2 separate regions of the Zea mays genome follow, and region 1 is linked to region 2. A link is a contact called in public Hi-C data. All regions are on one chromosome and are shown on one strand. Each heading gives the region's core, a stretch centred on a gene start, on an enhancer-like site or on the middle of the called end of the contact. The rest is flanking DNA. Distances are from core to core; before and after follow the strand shown.

Region 1 (2,755 bases), core at 218-2,717, 310 kb before region 2:
GCCCTCCTACTTCTTGGGCATTCAGGCTAACTAATTTTTCCATCCTCGCAGTCAATAACTCATCTGCAACTGCCTTTGCAGCTGGAAGGGGATCCTCCACAATGCTGTGGAGGTCAGCACAGCTTGCTTTGAGCGCATCCATCACCTTCTCAACAGCTGGTGTTGAAATTGGATTTGTGTTGCAGGTAGTTTTTTCAAGTTTGTCGAGAATCTCGCGCGTTTTTGCTTCCCCAGCTGTAAGTTTCATATCATATAATCAATTATAGGCTACGAAGTCCGCGACCTTGCGGACACCAGAATCATAGCAAATTAGAAAACATAAAACATCTAGCAGCTAACAATGCACATTTAGACCTAGAGCTGTCCCAAAGAGATGAAACTCAAAATGCTCTACAAGGATGCATAGAATTGCAAAATCAATAAGAAGCATAGATGCAGGCATACAAGAGGATCCTAAACTAACTGAAAGCATCATCAAAGATATGAACCCATTAAAATATTGCAGTGGTGCCATCAAAAGTATTCACAAGATTGAAATCATGTAGTTTGATATATGATAAACAAGAAACTAAAAGCAGCAAAATTAGCAAGGATGGAGTACAGTCAAAATATAAGGTCTGTTTGGGATAGCTTCAACCCATGGTTGCTTCATAGAGCCAAGATAAAATATGACCTCTAAATTCCTTCTCATTTTTACTATATCACAAAAATACAGAAAAGTCCCACTACACACTAGTTTCTTGATCACAACGCTGCTGCAAAATCCACCCAAAAAATGGGTCCTCACCCAAGATGCGCAAATTGGCACGCATGGCCTCATCTGCGGCACCCCATGTATCGACGGCCCCATCCCCGACGATCCGCATAGCCAACGCCTCGAGCCGCGACGGGCCAATCGCGGCCCATTCAGCAGCGAGGAGCTCCTGGACCCGCTCCTCCACGGCGGCCCGGTTGCCCCACAGGACCCTGAGGATGGTCTGAGAGGAGGACATCCCGACGGCAGCCTCGAACTGGTCTACTGTGGCGATGGCATCGTCGGATGCGAGCGCGGGGGAACTTCCGCCGTGGACCGCTTGGCGCGCGCGGCCGTCGGGGCGCGCGAAGAGAGCCCTGGCGACGGCGTCGAAGTCGGGCGCGGAGGCCGCGAGGAATGCCGCGACGGCGATGTGGGCGGCTGCGATGGGGGAGGCGCAGGCCGGGAGCGAGGCCAGGAGGTGGAGGGTTTCGAGAGAGGATTCGGATACGGGGTCGGTGGCGAGGCGGCGGAGAAGGACCCCGCGGCGGAGGCGCGGGGTCGGATCGGAGGGAGAGGGGATCCCAGCGATTAACGCGATGGTGACTGCGGTGGGGATCGAGGGATCGCCCAGGACGTGGTCCAGGATGAGGGTGGCGTGCGCCGGCGTCAGCCGCGGCATTTTGTGGGGCGCTTCGTGCGGACTGGAGAAGCAGCGGCGGGCTCAGTTTAGGGTTTTGGGGCCATGGGGTTCGGCGACGACGGAGGAGCGGAGAAGGCGAGAGGGCTGGTAATCGAGAGTGGTAGTGGTAGGCTGGGCTCGTCTCGCAGGGTGGCCTCTACAAGTGTACATTCCGGCCGCCCGCCCGCCCGACCCGACTCAAGCCCAAAAAGATCTGTATTATTTGAATTTCGGGTTAGCCTGACTCGTTTGAAATTCGGGCTATATCGGGCCAGCCCATAGGTCTAGCCCTCGTCCCGTGATCCAGCCCATAATTACTTAAATGTGTTGGACTCATTTCGAACGACCCGAAATTTACATTAGAGCCCGAAATTCAATTTTTGGTCCGAAATTCAGTTTTTGGCCCAAAATTCACATTAGAGCCCTAAATTCAAAAAAATAATAAAACAAATAAAAGATAAGACAAATAAATTTAAACAAAATCAAACTTAATATTTGTATTAAAGTTACCATAGCTATGCAATGACAACCTCGTTTATAAATCATTTTGTTAGAAGGAAAAAGAGTATAATCAGCTCTATACAAAGTTCATAAGTTCAGTTTATTGTCTAATATTCATAACAAAAGTAAAATTACATCACACACTCTAATTCAAAGCTACAAAAAACATCTAACTAACATTATCTCTAGCTTTGTGTTCTTTATCAAGTATATGAAAGTGTGGAATAAAGTGTGGTTTTAATAAATATATGGGCCTTTTCGTGCCTCTATATGGGCCATTTCGTGTCTGCCTTAAACGGGTCGTGCTCGTGCCCGCCCATGGGCCGTGACCTCGGCCCAAACCCGGCCCGATATAACGGGCCGTGCCAGCCCGACACTAAATTATTTCGGGTCGTGCCATACATGGGCCGTGCTTCGGGACGGCCCATCAGGCCCGGCTCAAATGTACACCTATAGTGGCCTCCATATGGTCTGATATTTTTTTGTATTTTAGCCATTTTTAAAAAAATACGTTTAGACCCATTAAGTTGTTTTTAGACCTTATGTTTGGCGCTATGATCGTAGCGCCGAGGCAACACATCTCATCGCCATAATCTATGACGCTGAGATAGTTGCTGCGGTGACAGACAGGGCTAACGGGACAACCCACGTGGCACCCTAGTTCAGCGCCACAGATCTTGACGTCGAGCTAAGATTTATATGCGAGCATCGTCTCCTTTCTCTATTGTCTCCTTTTCCTTTCTCTAACCGCCCTACCGCCGCTTCACGCCGCCAACCACGCTCCACCGGCGCCGCCCGCGCCACACCCGCTTGTGTCGCCTGCCCCGCTCTGTCCCGAC
Region 2 (3,118 bases), core at 90-2,589:
GATTACCTTGGGATAAATACTATGCTTAGCAATTTGTGCTATTGCTCAACTTGATAATTATGATGTCACTCTTTAATGATATTATTGTTCAGTAGATGAAATTTGTTTTATGATGTTAACCCGATGGTTAAACAAGATCATTTCATATTAAATGGAACATGGATTGACCACCCAGGATAACAGTGCAACCACGAGTGCTATAATAGCTTTGGCTTTGGTAATTAGGTCTATAGACTTAGTGCTTAGCAACCCCACCTAAAAGATGAGCAAGAGGGGGCGATAGTGGTTTGGTGGCAGCTCATGTTAACATGGGGTGGTAGTCTTGGCTAAGTTAACTCGCCCAGATGGCCATTAATACTGACGTGGAAACCTTAGCGGGTGGCTTTGTACTAAGAATATTTTGTGAAAACCTCATAATGGATCCCTAGTCATTCACCTCGACAATGTTTACGGGTCCGTGCAACCCAGGCTAGAGGGGATATATGGCTTGTGGGTAAAGTTGTACCACCTCTGCAGAGTGTAAAACTGATATGTCAGTTGTGCTCACAGTTAAGAGCAACCTGGACCCTCACATGATAATTGAATTTAAAGATGGAAAATAAATCGTGATCCGTTGATTTATAAATGGTTTGTTTAAGTGGTTTCACTTGAGTGTTTTTGATATAATCATATGCTTATGTTTAATTGAGATATTTTGGGATACACTTACAATTAGTAAGTCAGGCGTTGTTAATAAAATATGGATCAACGAAAATGCTTACCGCTTATCCATAGCCTACCTTGTTAAAAATGCATTACTCCTCCCACTTGCTGAGCCCCGACCATAAGTGAGCTAATCCCTTGCTAATATTTTGATCAGAGAGATGAAGAAGAGTTTACAAATAATGTTGACGAGTACTAAGTCTAACGAAGCGCGCAGTCATCTTCCTGTGGAAGACCGTCCATGTTTTATCTGTTGTACTTTGATGATGATACTATTTAAGACACTTATGTCTGTATGATGTAATAAAGTTACTCTACTCTCATTACGTCTTTATTGTATTGTCTTTTAATATATTACACTTGTAACGTCAACATATATGTAAAAATTGATCCTGACATATATATGTTATACATTCGGTTTTGCCTTCAAAATCGGGTGTGACAATGGAGTGCAGACGATACTAAGGCATGGCGGCGTATGAGGTCCGGAGGTGCATGTGGGCGGAGGTGCTGCACCACGACGTTCACGCTGTTGGGAGGCAGATTGAGCGTGCCATCTTTGATGAACTCGTCATCGAAGACCTTTTCGCATGCGCTGAAGCTAAAGTTAGTTAGCTAGCGGCCCAACTCGCACTTTAAAGGCCAGGCCCACCCACGAGCCCAAATTAGCCACCACATCCTACTGTACAACTGGCACGGGACACATGTCAAACCTTCAATTTGTTAATCATTTTTTCTTTCTTATTATGTATTCTTAAACATTAGTAGTCTCTTTTCTTCTTCTTCTCGGACTCTAAAAAATCAGACACCTCACCGCCTGAGCTCTTAAATTTGTTCAAATCATCTCCCTGTCAAGACTTAAAGCGGTTCCAAACTGGTTTTGCACTTTTTTTTGCCAAAATTGCTTCATAAATGTTTGCATCGTCTAAGAATGTCAATCGTATTCGATGATTAAAAAAACCATACAAACTAGAATTTAGACCACTAAACTCTCTTATATAAAGTCGGTAGCTAAAAATTGATACCATTTTAGAGGTGTTTTTTATGATATAAAATTTTATAAAAATTGATTAAAATCCTAGTACGATTACTATTTTTGGATGGCAAGACTATTTGATGAGGTTCTCAAATCATACTCCCTCCGTCCCAAATTATAACCCGTTTAACTTTTTTTTTCAAGTTTGACCAGCTTGTCCTATTCATTTTTTGTTGCGAAAGAATGAAAATTCAAAGCTACATTTAAAATACTATATGCTAAACAATATCACAGCACACACATGAAATCAGTTTGGAAGCACTCCTCTATTAGGAAGTAATTCACAAATCAGTTTCCATTAGGAATTAATTCACTCTGAACAGGGGAAGATGTGGTTAACAGGCCAGAGATCCTGAAAACATCTGTTCTGCCTAACGCCTAGGTAACAAAGCAACAAGCCTGCAGCATCTTACATCACTCGAGTCTCTTCTACTCTTCAGGATCAATCAATCTCCATTCAGGAGATACTCTCGAGCCATATGCTACCCACCCATTCACACATAAATACTAGTGGCGCACACAAACCTTGAATCAGCAGCAGCCCAGCCCTATTCTTTGTTCCGGGTCCCTCGGTCTTTCTTGTGTCCTCCCAGGATACGGGAGATCTGCAGACCTCTGCTGAACGCCTGGTTGAACAGCATCCTGGTCTGGAATTCCGACACGAACGGGAACCAGGCGAGGAAGGCGATGGGCGTGAACAGGAGAAGTCCCATCAGGATCTCGTAGCCCCGGGCAAGAGCCTTGATCGAGCCCCAGAGCCCAGTCTTGTGGATCACAGGCCGGATCGCTTGGGCAATCTGCAACACAGGTCAAAGATCACGTCGATCACCCACCAACCAAAAGGGACGACCAATACAAGAATGTATGTTCAGTTCAGCTACTGACCAGCAGCAAACCCCATCCAGTGGGCATGAAAGCAAGGATGCAAACAAATATGTCCAGCACCGTCATGCCAGGGATCGCTATTAGGATTACCACGATGGCTGTAAATGTTATAAATATCAGACCCTTGATCAACCGGAACACTAGCTGGAACTCTGCACTGAACCTTCTCCTGCCCACTGATACGGTCTGCAAAACAAGATACAACTAACTTACCACTGATACAGCATTTCCAGAGCTGTGCAACGTTAGCTACATAGTATTGTATAGATTAAGAAAATCTTGCTAAATTATATCAGCCAGAGACCAATATGTTTTTTTACCTTCATAACGAGCAAAATCACAAAAATTACAACCCATGAGAAGCAATAAACCTGGAAAAGGCGCATTAGTTAGAAAAAAAAAGACCGCACCAGCGTAGAGCAGCCAATGCAAAAATAAGACTAGAGTGAATTACCAGCACACTCTGGTTGTCCTTAGTTATCTTCTTCGTTATAT

Evidence for each region. Hi-C and Micro-C count contacts between places; a contact is called where the count stands out from the background.
Region 1: a contact with region 2 is called in a Hi-C map of tassel, with 3 times the contacts expected there. The contact joins the promoter of LOC542591 here to the enhancer-like site in region 2. A contact is called at or near these places in 4 of 25 Hi-C or Micro-C datasets (ear, leaf and tassel).

Annotation. Positions count from the first base shown.
Region 1 is chr6:92,122,471-92,125,225 of Zm-B73-REFERENCE-NAM-5.0, reverse strand. It overlaps LOC542591 (terminal acidic SANT 1), which reads right to left and starts at 1,467. Exons shown (of 5, transcript NM_001112127.1): 1 at 788-1,467; 2 at 1-234. The coding sequence starts at 1,415.
Region 2 is chr6:91,811,077-91,814,194 of Zm-B73-REFERENCE-NAM-5.0, reverse strand. It overlaps LOC100280338, which reads right to left. Exons shown (of 41, transcript NM_001362453.1): 38 at 3,078-3,118; 39 at 2,944-2,994; 40 at 2,624-2,809; 41 at 1,986-2,535. The coding sequence ends at 2,287. Among protein-coding and RNA genes, the nearest start is that of LOC100280338, 17 kb to the right of the region's middle. Within about 2 kb of position 1,339, at least 17 of the 20 cell types and tissues checked have an H3K27ac peak or open chromatin away from gene starts, as enhancers often do. A contact at or near this core is called in ear, leaf and tassel, where this site is marked.